Regions from separate parts of the Salvelinus alpinus genome. Here region 2 is linked to region 1. A link is a contact called in public Hi-C data. All regions are on one chromosome and are shown on one strand. The core of a region is the stretch at or near the end of the contact, and the rest is flanking DNA. Distances in the headings are between cores, read along the strand shown.

Region 1 (7,247 bases), core at 2,033-4,532:
AAACCACACAACCCTCCCCAAATCAAAAACACATTCACTCTCTGAATGGCACACATACCCAATCCATACCTCAATGATCTCAAGGCTTAAAAATCCTTATTTAACCTGTCTCCTCCACTTCATCTACACTGACTGAAGTGGATTTAACAAGTGACATCAATAAGGGATCATAACTTTCACCTGGATTCACCTGGTCAGTCTCTGTTATGGAAAGAGCAGGTGTTCATAATGTGTTGTATACTCAGTGTATGTACTCTGGTACCAGATCTATTTGTGCTGTCTGCCAACTCCATAATATTGACCCCCAAAAATGTATCTTAAAGGAGTTAGCCATCAGTGACGGAGTTGACGAGCCACTGACGGAGTTGACAACAGATACTTAAAAGAGACATATTTTTTGCCTCTAAAAATAAAAGTTCAATACACATATTTGTAAAATATGGAAAATTATTTATTTGAAAATCCCCAATAAAAACATAACCATTCTATAAGATGTTTCAGCACTCTGACGGAGTTTATGTTAGACAAAAATCTGACAGCGTTTATGTAATTTTTCTTCTTCATTCAAATGGTATACACAGTAGCAATTTTGTTTTTCCACAGATGCTTTATAACTCTAAAACCTAATTAAATGTAACATATTCAAACCAAAATTCATATTCTATTTTAATCTCTCAGGCAGATGGAGTTTATGTTAGTGACCATGGTGATTCCAATATTGTTTGCTTAAATCTATCAAAAGTAGAGAACTATACAGACCATGAGGAGTCTTGTTGCACTACATGTAATGAGGACAGGAAGAAGGGGTCTTTATGGTATAGCTGACCCTGCTCATTCCTGATTCAATTGGGATTTTAGACAAATCTGATGGACTAAACCAAATCTTTCAGGAATCAAAGTTTTGAGATCAATATTATCTAGTCACAAAGGGCTATTGCAAGAAACTACATCCAATAGTTTTTCAGTTAATAGCAATTTTTGCCAGTTTTTAGAATTTTCACATTTTCAATTTTTTGGAGAGTTTGAAAATGGGATCCTTTGCTCCAGACAAGGGAATTTCCGGGCATTTCCAGGCATTTCACCCTTTGCCTTGATGACAGCTTTGCACACTTTTGGCATTCTCTCAACCAGCTTCACCTGGAATGCTTTTCCAACAGTCTTGAAGGAGTTCCCACATATGCTGAGCACTTGTTGGCTGCTTTTCCTTCACTCTGCGGTCCAACTCTCCTTCTTGATCAAATAGCCCTTACACAGCCTGGAGGTGTGTTGTGTCATTGTCCTGTTGAAACACAAATGATAGTCCCATTAAGCGCAAACCAGATGGGATGGCATATGGCTGCAGAATGCTGTGGTAGCCATGCTAGTTAAGTGTGCCTTGAATTCTAAATAAATCACTGACAGTGTCACCAGCAAAGCACCCCCATACCATCGCACCTATACCTCCCGGCTTCACGGTGGGAACCACACATGCGCAGATCATTCATTCACCTACTCTGCATCTCACAAAGACACAGCGGTTGGAACCAAAAAAAATCGAATTTAGACTCATCAGACCAAAGGACAGATTTCCACCGGTCTAATGTCTATTGCTCGTGTTTCTTGGCCCTAGCAAGTCTCTTCTTCTTATTGGTGCCCTTTATTAGTTGTTTCTTTGCAGCAATTCGACCATGAAGGCCTGATTCTGCGTGAACATGAACTGAACAGTTGATGTTGAGATGTGTCTGTTACTTGAACTCTGTGAAGCATTTATTTGGGCTGCAATTTCTGAGGCTGGTAACTCTAATGAACTTATCCTCTGCAGCAGAGGTAACTCTGGGTCTTCCTTTCCTGTGGCGGTCCTCATGAGAGACAGTTTCATCATAGCACTTGATGGTTTTTGCGATTGCACTTGAAGAAACTTTCAAAGTTTCATCAGACCAGAGAATCTTGTTTCTCATGGTCTGAGAGTCCTTTAGGTGCCTTTTGGCAAACTCCAAGCGGGCTGTCATGTGCCTTTTACTGAAGAGTGGCTTCCATCTGGCCACTCTAACACTCTAAAGGTCTGATTGGTCGAGTGCTCTAGGAAGAGTCTAGGTGGTTCCAAACTTCTTCCATTTAAGAATGATGGAGGCCACTGTGTTCTTGGGGACCTTCAATGCTGCAGAAATGTTTTGGTACCCTTCCCCAGATCTGTGCCGAGACACAATCCTGTCTCTGAGTTTTATGGACAATTCCTTCAACCTCATGGCTTGGTTTTTGCTCTGAAATGCACTATCAACTGTGAGACCTTATATAGACAGGTGTGTGCCTTTCAAAATCATGTCCAATCAATTGAATTTACCACAGGTGGACTCCAATCAAGTTGTAGAAACATCTCAAGGATGATCAATGGAAACAGGATGTATCTGAGCTCAATTTCGAGTTTCATAGAAAAGGGTCTGAATTCTTATGTGAATAAACAATTTCAGTTATTTTTTTATTACACATTTGTGAACATTTCTAAGAACATGTTTTCACTTTGTCATTATGGGGTATTCTGTGTAGATGGGTGAGGATTATTTTATATTTAGAATAAGGCATAACGTAACAAAATGTGGTAAAAGGGAAAGGGTCTGAATACTTTTCAAATGCACTGTATATGCATGAGGGTGAGTAAGTACCAGGTTAAGGACCTGGAATTAGGCTGGAATTCAATCAAATCCCCAATGAGGAAACTCCAGACTAAGAACACATCAAATGCCTCAAATGAATAAGGCAATAACTATAGGCGAAATAAAGAGGACAATATGCATTTCTGAGATGAAGAAAAACACAGTTCATTATTATTTATTAATAGAGGTAATGATGACAGGTAATTGTGAAATGTGAAAGTTGCTATATAGTTTTTGAACACTTGATGGCGCAACAATCCTTCAAATAGTTATGTGTTTAATCATCAGAAGAGATAGCCTAGTGTTTAGAGCGTTGGGCCAGTAACCTAAAGGGCGCTGGATCGAATCCCCGAGCTTACAAGGTAAAAATATTTTGTTCTGCCCCTGAACAAGGCGGTTAACCCACTGTTCCCCGATAGGCCGTCATTGTAAATAAGAATTTGTTCTTAACTGACTTGCCTAGTTAAATAAAGGTGAAATAAAAATAAAAATGATGCTACACTTTGCGCTGACGGTTCTTGCGCACTATTTCTATCCCCCAATCCTCCTCCCCCTGCACGTGATATTAGATCGGAACATGCGCACACATGGTTAGAATAGGCACATCTGCAATGACGTAAACTGAACCGCCCAGCCTGAAAAAGCTGCCAATTTGAAGCAGCTTGGAACTTGGCTATGGTTCCAGACCGGGTATACTGTATTAAAGGGAGCTATACTTCACCTCAATTTAGCTGTGTTGCATACACTGTCCTAGACCTAGACTAGTTGCTATTATTAAGCAGAGTACTACCTGCGTTATCCAAAAGTAACAACTCAGCAAACACACCAAGTCTATTTTAAAAAGGACAGTTGGGCTATAAATTAGGTATCCTTATTCTTGGGGATAGACTATTTTCTGCAAAGTGAGTTGTATCTTAGCCTGTGCTCCTCTGTTTTCTCAAGGGGAGCGAGCCACTGCAGTAGCGGTATGAGAGTCCAAGAAAAAGAGAATGGCATAAACCGAGAAGAGATGCACAGAGGAGAGAAGTGATCTGGCTACCACGGAACTCAGTGCAGACGAAGTCTATTGTCTGCAATCTGTACTCTACTCTCTACAGTTGGGTTTTGCCGCTGCCAATGAAAATGAAGACGGTAACTATCTGCTTGTAGTCTATCAGCACTCCATAGACACAACTCATGCACGTTTAACGGAGCCAACGCAGATCCCTCTTCTTTAAAACCTGTAGGCTATCCATCTTTAGAAAATAACAGAAAATACAATGACTTATCTTTCACATTGTGGACTACATATTTTGGAAAATCTCTTTTGTGATTTTAGCAAAACGGGAAATAGATCAAAGGTGAAAAAGTATACCCTATAGGCACTTACAATTCCTGACACAGTGTTTGGTGAGTAGCCTAAATGTTGGTTAAAGTTGCAAACTTGCATCCACTATTTATTCCATCATTTTTATAGAACAGTGTAACTTTTAACACTGGTTTGATGCCTATGAGCACTTGGCATAGCCCAGGCTACTTTATCTTGCACTGTTACATTTGTAACTCACTAAAACAGATCCACATCTGTTAGAACAGTCTGCGTGTCTGTCTGTGTCGGCAAAGTCAAACAAACCCAAATTACTTGCCGAGATAGAGTGCCTAGGCTACTAACAATAATGATTCCCGGCATTTTCAAACTCTTTTCGAAATCCCTAAAATAAGAACAGCGCTGGACTGTTTGTATTATATTCCAGTTGTAGTTGAATTACATAGCCTCCTAGATTAACAGAAGCAGTGTAAAGTCACTTGTTTTTATTTGAGCGATCGGTTGGTCGTTTGGTCGGTCGTTGTAGTCTGATGTATTCGGGCCGAGTGCCAACTGTCTGGGTCAGACGGAGTGGCCAAGTAGATTTAGGCTGCTGTCTGGATATGTGCAGCTATGTTGGTTATATAGCCTTTAGAGAAGATACAACACGCCGCTTCCAACACTATGGATCCTATCCACAGACAGATACCCACCCGTACTGGTTTTACGCGCATCTGATAGATCAGAGGTGATTGGTGGAATTTACGCGTCATTTTCACTAGGACCTAAACTTGGAACCTCGCCTGCGCTTGGTTCTAACAGTATGGCATGCAATATATATGAGCTGTGTGAGTGAGTGACCTTCTCTTGAAGAATATCCGGTAAGTGATTTGAAATATAAATGTTTTTATTGATTGATTGATCAATTGCTTGATAGGTTAATGTATGAATGTGTGCGTTATTACATGGTTATTACCTGATTATTACACCTTTACTTCTGAGTTATTTGCGCGTGCACACACACACACACACACACACACACACACACACACACACACACACACACACACACACACACACACACACACACACACACACACACACACACACACACACACACACACACACACACACACACCACACAAGCACACACACACACACACACTCAGAGGGCTTGCTGAGACCAACATTGATCTGTTGATTTGCTCCTGGCTGCAGAGAGAATCAGTGGGATAGAGATGACACAACCTGTTATAGAGACAGGTGCTGTGTTGACTGAGGAGGCTGGCGGACATCAGCACACGCTGCTTTTGTACTTGATCAATGGGTTGTTGTTGTTGTTGACTTGCTGTTGAACGTCTGAGAGGCTGACTTCTCCTTAGGCTGTGGAGATGGTATGGTGTCATAAACATCCTTAAACACACACCTCGGGTTTATCAGGCTGGGATAGAGATGACAGGCTGGTTTAGCAGTACTGGTTTAGCAGGCTGGTTTAGCAGTACTGGTTTATCAGTACTGGTTTAGCAGGCTGGTTTATCAGTACTGGTTTAGCAGGCTGGTTTATCAGTACTGGTTTAGCAGTACTGGTTTAGAAGGCTGGTTTAGCAGGCTGGTTTAGCAGGCTGGTTTATCAGGCTGGTTTATCAGTACTGGTTTATCAGTTGTTTTGTAGCAGGTATGCTTATTTACCTATGAAATGATGTATTCACAGGTATGCAGATGGATTGGTCAAGACAAGCTTCCAATATAGATCTAGATCTATAGATCTGCTGCATGGGATGTGTTTGAAGAGACTGACTGATCTACTGCTGGATTCTAGCATCACCACCACCCATGATTAGTGGCTGACATGAGCTCAGAGGGAAACACCAGTGAGGTCTGGAAGTGTCAGTTGCCCTCAGGAGGAAGCTGAGTGTCTCTGAGACATTCTCTGTGTGAGACCTGGATGAGACGAGAAGAGAAGGAGAAGTAGTGATAACATTTCCCACACAGAGGACCTAAAACCATGGGCTTGTTATGGTGCCAGGCACGCCGGACTGAAGTGTGTTCCTAGCCCATCAGTAGCACCACCACCCCCCTCAACCCTCCTCCCCCCAACCCCATGTCAGACCTTTCTCTAAATGATGGACATTTTGTGGAAGACGCTGACTTGGATATTGATATTGAGCCTGGTGGTGGTCATGGCTTCCTCTGAATTTCAAAGACTTTCGCACAACTCACAAGGTAGGATTGCGCATTGCTTAATAACCTTGTACTGCAGTGGGCTAAATCATATTCACACAGTGATTCATGGTCGTCTTAGATAGATCTACTTTGAAACAAAAGGATACACCTCAAACAAATGGTTATGGGATTAAAAAAGAGGACACCTGTACCATGTTAGATATAGAGTAGAAATGTATTCCATTTTGAGTTTGCATCCCAATATTACACTTCATATACATCACAGAAGACTGAAATATACCAAAACTGTTTGACATAGAAATACCAGTTTTATTTTTATTTTTTATAACCTTGATTAATTATGAAATTATGAAAAATATGAATAACATTCCACCCATGTGGCCACTAGAGGGCACTATTCGTGATAGAATGCATAAAAGGGGTTTGTGCACATCTCCCTAGGTACTAGAAATGCTCTCCTTCAGAGAAAGTGATTTCTCTAAGCAGTGAGGCAGGTGTAGGTATGGTTGCTGCACATGGTCAGTGGTCAGTCAGTCAGTGAGACATCTGTAACATCTGGTGATCCTGACCTCACTGTTGTTTTAGAGGGATGAATCACAACCTGCTAGCTCTGGCACACTGTGAGGTCATGTCTGTCCTGTCACTGTCTGAGTTCCACTATAGACATACACTGACATTCTACTTTCTATGAGTCCTACTATCTGTAGTGTGTATCCTGTATGTATTATGCAATGGCTAGATCCCTCTCATTTGTCTCTTCCTCCTTCTCTTCTCCTCATACACCCCTCCTCCGATGGCTCGTCCCTCCATCCCCCCGTTCATTATTTTCTGTAAAAGACGAGTACCTGTCCTACTTGCAGCACTACCAGCTGACTGTGCCAGTGCGAGTGGACGAGAACGGGGACTTCCTCAGCTACACTGTGAAACATCACAAGCCCGGTCGCAGGAGACGAACCGCCGACGCCACCAACACCACCATCGGCCCAGAGCCAACCGACCACGCTGAACAGAACCCGGCCCAGTCCCGGCTCTTCTACAGACTGTCGGCTTACGGAAAGCACTTTCACTTAAACCTGACCCTCAACCCCCACCTGGTGTCCAAACATTTCACGGTGGAGTACTGGGGGAGAGAGGGCCTGGAGTGGAGA
Region 2 (6,508 bases), core at 1,821-4,320, 230 kb after region 1:
GAATGATTAGAACAGGCTTCCCCATTCAAGTCTATTATTAGTTCTATTCAATCTACTTCTGTGTGTTCAGTAATACTGCATCATAACGTTTATCATAAGATTGCTTTGAAGGACACCTATTTTTGTTAGAAAAGATCAAATGAAATAATCTGTCTTTCATCGCTGATTTCCTTGTGAACTGAACCAACCTGTCAGACTGGGCTCCCTTGTCTACGCCATAGGTCTACGCAGTACAACAGCACCTCTGCCTGGCTAGTCTATAGAATTACAACTGCCTAGTACCACTGATTTGACATCACTTTCTCTTGTACAATAGCACCACTTGTTGGACACCTAGTCAACTCTCTTATAAGAAATGTAGCGGTTAAAGGCCCAATGCACTCAAAATTCAGTGTTTTTATATCATATAAGAGCTGATGAAACTAACACTGGAAAACTGTGAAAAAATGTGATCAGTGTTATTTCCTGAGTTGCTGACCAATAACAAAAAGTTCAAAACTTTTGCCCATGACAGCTAGTTTTCCATTTTCCTTTTCCCACAGAAAACTCTGACAGTTCTAGCAAATTTTTTGCCTGAGAAATAGTTATTTGCTAAAAAACTATTTTTGCCCATTTTAATGGAAATCTATTACACAAACAAGGTTTCCATACAACCTTTTTATACGAGCAAATTGCATGTCGAGAAAAAGCTAAAAGAAATTTGTCCTCAGAAGAGGGTGGTGAAGGGACTAAACATTTTTTTTTTTAAATAAAGTACATGTCGAATAATTTTATTTTTTACGACAGGCCTAATAGAAACAGAAAAAGTTTCGGTAAACTTTCCAAATGTTGACAAAACACGATAAACAAGGTGGGATCTTTTTGCGTCTGTGAAATTAATATGTGAGAAATGTCGGTTCAAACACTTTTATGCACAAATATTGATATAATAACCATTATATCGAAGTAAACTTGGAGTCACGCAATGACATGTGTTGTCCTCCCACCACGACTCAGGAAAGCCTGCAGTTTATTAGGCTACAGATTAAGTCAGTTATGAACTTCACAGGGTGGTGAAAGTGCAAGGTGATGAGCTTGATGCTCCTTTCCAATAAATATTGAGGGTTTTATGCTGGTGACATGACATCGATGCTTGGCTGCCGTTTGACCAATAAAAATAATCTTGCTCCTTTGTCCATAATAATCTCATGCATGCTTACAGGTAGAGTATTGTGAGCTGTTGGCTAGAGTGCACATGCCAATACCAGAGTGGGCATACTCACTATATAACACAGCATATTTTGATAAAACCCATCAGTAGAGTTGAAAAAAAAAAATCCTCGGGTAAATGGAAATTTAACCGCAATAGGTATTTTTATGTGCACTACATCATCACGCACAGGCTTTTATCTGCAACAAGTAAATTTGACAGAAACACATCTCTGGTGGGAAAATATTGTTTTTATGCATAAAAATCTGTCAACAATTGGATGGAAACCTAGCTAGTAAGGTACTTAACTGTTATCCAGAAATTATTATATAATAATATTAAAACAGCTGCATTGGGCCTTGAAGAAAAAGTGTCATAAACTCTGAACACTGATGAACAAGTAACGTAAACAATGCTATTATAGCGTAACATGTGAGAAAACATTCCCGGAATTGAAATTGAAACAAATGAATGGTCAAAGTGCTAAAATACTATTGTGTGATGTAAACCCAACCCATACCTCAGTGGTTTGTAACTTGTGTGGATTTAAAGGTCTTTCCTCCGGATCACATTCCATTTCTGCTAACCTGAGCATGTTGTACATTGTATCACCTGTCACCTGCATTGAGGAAAGGAAGATTAATTTACAGGAAAAGATGGCTTCTAGAATCTGTTTGCTGCAATTACAACTGAGTTGGCTCAGATTACAAATGCTGCATACTAAAAGATTTACCTCATGCATGGATCTTCTTTTGGCGTTTTACCTTTCCAAAGATGGTGTGTTTGTTGTTGAGCTCATCTGCCCGGCCAAGGGTGAAGAAGAACTGGCTGCCGTTGTCATGGGGCCCTGCGTTGGCCATGGCAACCAGGCCTCGTCTGTTGAAGTGCAGTCTGGAGTGGAACTCATCCTGAGAACGTGGGACAGAACCAACAGAAAAACAAGAATCAGCCCCACTGTTTCATCATTAGTAGCAGTATTATTGGTGAGTTGGCAAAGGTTCCAAGTAGAAGAGTTCCATTTATGTCTAGTCTATCTTTTGGGGGGATTGAACATGATCCGAGATAATGAGGTGATGGAGACAGTGAAAGTTAACCTTGAACTGCAGTCCATAGATGGACTCTCCACCGTCCAGGTGCCTGTGGGATCTCCTCCTTGGACAATGAACTCTGGCACCACTCTATGGAATGATATTTGAACTTACTTTACCTGTTGTCCATACAATTGGTCCTTTTGGTAGGGATATTAGACAATATATCACAGGAAAGTATAATTATATCAACTTTTCAAAGTGCTGGTTCAGATTTCTAGCAGAATCATGTAAAACAGGTGCACGAGCTAGGCAAGTGCGCATGCATCTCGTGCATTTTATATTGTGCATATAATTCAGGTGATAGAAATCTGAACGTACTACCAGCGCTTTGAACATTTGATGTAATTATACCTTCCTTTGATATATTGTCTCACATCCCTACCGCCAAAAGGCTGAACCGCAGGGACAACGGGTATTTAACAATCTGGCTTGTAGAGGTCGTAAGAGTAAACTTTCCTGATACAAACGCTCATTTCTGCCCCACGTAGACTTCAATGCAATTCAATGTCGGGTTTCTAGACAAAGATAATATGTTCTGTATAATCATAGTTTATCATGCAAACCATTGTAGTGACAGTCAGATATTAATAAGGATCGTCAGGGGAACAAATGCTCGCGCTCACCTTTCCATTTGATGGAGGCTCTTGAATGTAGATGTTGCTCATTCTGTCGTTGATATTAACGAACAACTAGAAACCGGAAATCCGTTGTTTTTTCAGCAGTAGAATAGATAGCTAATTTAGAAATCAGCACTAAGTGGTTTGCAAAAATGTAGAGATTAATGTCTACATTTCTTGCTAACCCAGATTACTGTCAACCGCCATGTTGTTTAAACATGGGTGCTTTATTTACCTCGAATCAATGGGCGATGAAGGGTATTTGCCAAGTCAATGCTTGGAAGCTTTTTTCCCCTAATATTAGTTCGAGGGTGATATTTTTCAAATAGTAACAAACTATTATTACATATTTGTAGGAAAATTACGTAATTACACAACTCTGTTAAAATATAGATCATTATTTTCATATTCATCTCTAAAATTTGGTCCGTGTGTTACATTGTAAACAATCCCACTAAAACATCGCACAGAACATAAGTTAGCTTGAAGGAGGCTTGCACATTTATATCAAGAAAACACTTATTATGAAAGATGTATGAAAAAGAAGAGAGTCACAAGTACTAGTAAATTAGAATTATTTCTCAAGTAGTGAGTGAAATCCGCTCAAAATGCGGTTTTACCAAAGACGGTACAGGGAACTAACCAGTTGATATTTCCTACCGGAGCTATTTTGTAGAGGACCCACTGGGAACTTTGTGGTTTGAAATTTATGAACGCAACAAGGTTTTTGTCTATAAAGTGTGATAATGGCTGCATCAGGTATGTTTGATCCAACTTAAAACGAATCAGATGTCATATTATAATGGCAATTGGAGTTAGCTAGCTATAGCCTAACTATCGAATCCTTGCGTTTTTTTAATGGAATTTATGTACTGCTAGTTTAGCTAACCTTGCACCTCTGATTAGCTAGCATGATTGTGCTCAATGTTTAGATAGCTAGCTAAAGTTATTTCGACAATAGTTTGTGTATGGTAGTTTAGCTTCCCTATTAATTTGATAATAATTGTGTTATGTTATAGCTAGTCTCAATGTGAATCATAGAAGGAATCCAATTATTTTAGGCGTGGAATATAACGTTACAAGGCCTACGTTTTTGCTACACATCAACAAAGCAAGAAGTTGTGACATTTCTAAATTATTTGATTTCTCACTTAATTTGCAGGTCCCAATAAGGACATCAGAGCTGGGTGTAAGAAATGTGGTTATCGTAAGTAATCTTTATTGCTTATATCATGTCTCTAACTCTACATATTCAAGCCTTGTGAATACAGTTACAGCATGTTCTTTGCTGTCCCCTGACCCCTGAGTGTGTCAAATCACATTTTATTGGTCACATACACATGGTTAGCAGATGTTAATGCGAGTGTAGCGAAATGCTTGTGTTCTAGTTCCGACAATGCAGTAAGATCTAACATGTAATCTAACAATTCCACAACAACTACCTAATACACACAAATCTAAGTAAAGGGATGGAATAAGAATATATACATATATATTTATGGATGAGCAATGACCGAGCGGCATAGGCAAGATGCAATAGATGGTATAAAATACAGTATATACATATGAGATGAGTAATGCAATATATGTAAACATTATTAAAGTGGCATAATTAAAGTGACTAGTGATCTATTTATTAAAGTGGCCAATGATTTCAAGTCTGTATGTAGGCAGCAGCCTTTCTGTGTTAGTGATGGCTGTTTAACAGTCTGATGGCCTTGAGATAGAAGCTGTTTTGGTGTCCAGGAGGGCAGGTAGTTTGCCCCCGGTGATGCGTTGTGCGTTGTGCAGACCGCACCACCCTCTGGAGAGCATTGCTGTTGTGGGTGGTGCAGTTGCCGTACCAGGCGGTGATACAGCTCAACAGGATGCTCTCAATTGTGCATCTGTAAAAGTTTGAGGGTTTTATGTGACAAGCCAAATTTCTTCAGCCTCCTGGGGTTGAAGAGGCGCTGTTGCGCCTTCACCACACTATCTGTGTGGGTGGACCATTTCAGTTTGTCTGTGATGTGTACGGCAAACTTTCCACCTTCTCCACTGCTGTCTCGTCGATGTGGATAGGGGGGTGCTCCCTCTGCTGTTTCCTGAAGTCCACGATCATCTCCTTTGTTCTGTTGACGTTGAGTGAGAGGTTATTTTCCTGACACCACACTCCGAGTGCCCTCACCTCCTCCCTGTAGGCTGTCTCGTCGTTGTTGGTAATCAAGCCCACTACTGTTGTTGTCTGCAAACTTGATGATTGAGTTGGAGGCGTGCATGGCCACGCAGTCATGGGTGAACAGGGAGTACAGGCGGGGGCTGAGCATGCACCCTTGTGGGGCCCCAGTGTTGAGGATCAGCGAAGTGGAGATGTTGTATGTCATAATCATACTGTGCTAGATAAAGCTGCTCTCTAAAGTACATCCCTTCATTACTCTCTTCTGTACCCTTGTCATTTCATCAGCGGGCCACCTGACGTTCGAGTGCCGTAACTTTGTGCGTGTGGACCCCCGGAAAGACATTGTCCTGGACGTGAGCAGTACAAGCAGCGACGAGAGTACGGAGGACGAGCAGGAGGATCTGCCTAACGACAAGCTGGGCCGGGGAGGAAAAGACTCAAAAAGTCAATACAGTACAACAGACAATTTTTTTATTTAATTTTAATTTAACCTTTATTTTCTCAGGGAGTCGTACTGAGACCACGGTCTCTTTTGCAGATGAGCCCTGAATTACAGAAAATACATGCATCAAAATGCAAGCAGGAAGAAAAACATGGCCATAAAAAACAAACACATTCATCAGTAATAAGGTCCTCAATCAGATTTCTGAATTGTCTTCGAGGCACCAAAACATCACATTTAAGAACATTTTGACGCTTGTTCCACAAATAACAGAACAATAGTTATGTTATAACAGACTTAGCACTGCTGTATTACACTGTTATAACATACACAGTTATATGACCTAGTCTTCATCACCTGTGTTGCGCTCACTTTTATTCAAGTGTTTTTTGTTGTCTGAATGGTTTTGTGTATTTCTCCTGATTGCTGTAGGTTCCCAGGAGGACGCCAGGAAAATTAAACACAAGAGGAGGAAAAGTAAAGACAGAAAGTCTGAAAGGAAGAGGTACATCACATTGTCTTCTAATTCCAGTATCTATGAGAAATAATTATGCCTAGTCTCAGTGGTGTTTTATGTTTAATAACTGTGGATGTTGTCATTTTTTGCAGGTCCTTTTCATCAAGTGACGAAGAGGAGAGCAAGAAGAGAAAGAAACACAAAAGCCACAAGAAAAAGGGCAAGAAGGGAAAGAAGGAACGTCACAAGAAGAAGCAGAAGAAGAAACATGATTCTTCCTCATCTGACAGCTCCAGCAGGTCCTCTGACACTGATTGAGAAGATGGAACATTTAGGGACAGATTTACTGAGTATTTGCACCTGTCATTTAACAGAGGAATCAAACTAAGACATGAAAATGTATTTAGACACACTTTTCCATAAAATATTATGCAGTTTTTTAAAACTTGAATTTGATATTTTGTTCTATGATTTATGTCCTATGGAAAGTAATAGGTGCAGACACTGGGTGTATCTGGCTCTCGCGTTTCACAGATTCAAGGTCTGGTCAATAT

Evidence for each region. A called contact is a pair of places that touch in the nucleus more often than the background predicts.
Region 2: a Hi-C map of liver shows a contact between it and region 1, with 17 times the contacts expected there. The contact joins the promoter of LOC139556003 here to the promoter of adamts6 in region 1. A contact is called at or near these places in 3 of 3 Hi-C or Micro-C datasets (liver, muscle and red muscle).

The regions. Positions count from the first base shown.
Region 1 is chr1:103,972,200-103,979,446 of SLU_Salpinus.1, forward strand. adamts6 (ADAM metallopeptidase with thrombospondin type 1 motif, 6) reads left to right here and starts at 3,283. Exons shown (of 25, transcript XM_071338998.1): 1 at 3,283-3,761; 2 at 5,627-6,138; 3 at 6,937-7,247. The coding sequence starts at 6,036.
Region 2 is chr1:104,206,949-104,213,456 of SLU_Salpinus.1, forward strand. It overlaps LOC139556003 (spliceosome-associated protein CWC27 homolog), which reads right to left and starts at 3,071. Exons shown (of 6, transcript XM_071369662.1): 1 at 2,904-3,071; 2 at 2,284-2,367; 3 at 1,954-2,097; 4 at 1,710-1,808. The coding sequence starts at 2,945. LOC139556163 (protein SREK1IP1-like) reads left to right here and starts at 3,334. Exons shown (of 5, transcript XM_071369872.1): 1 at 3,334-3,656; 2 at 4,060-4,104; 3 at 5,341-5,499; 4 at 5,930-6,002; 5 at 6,107-6,508. The coding sequence starts at 3,644. The coding sequence ends at 6,272.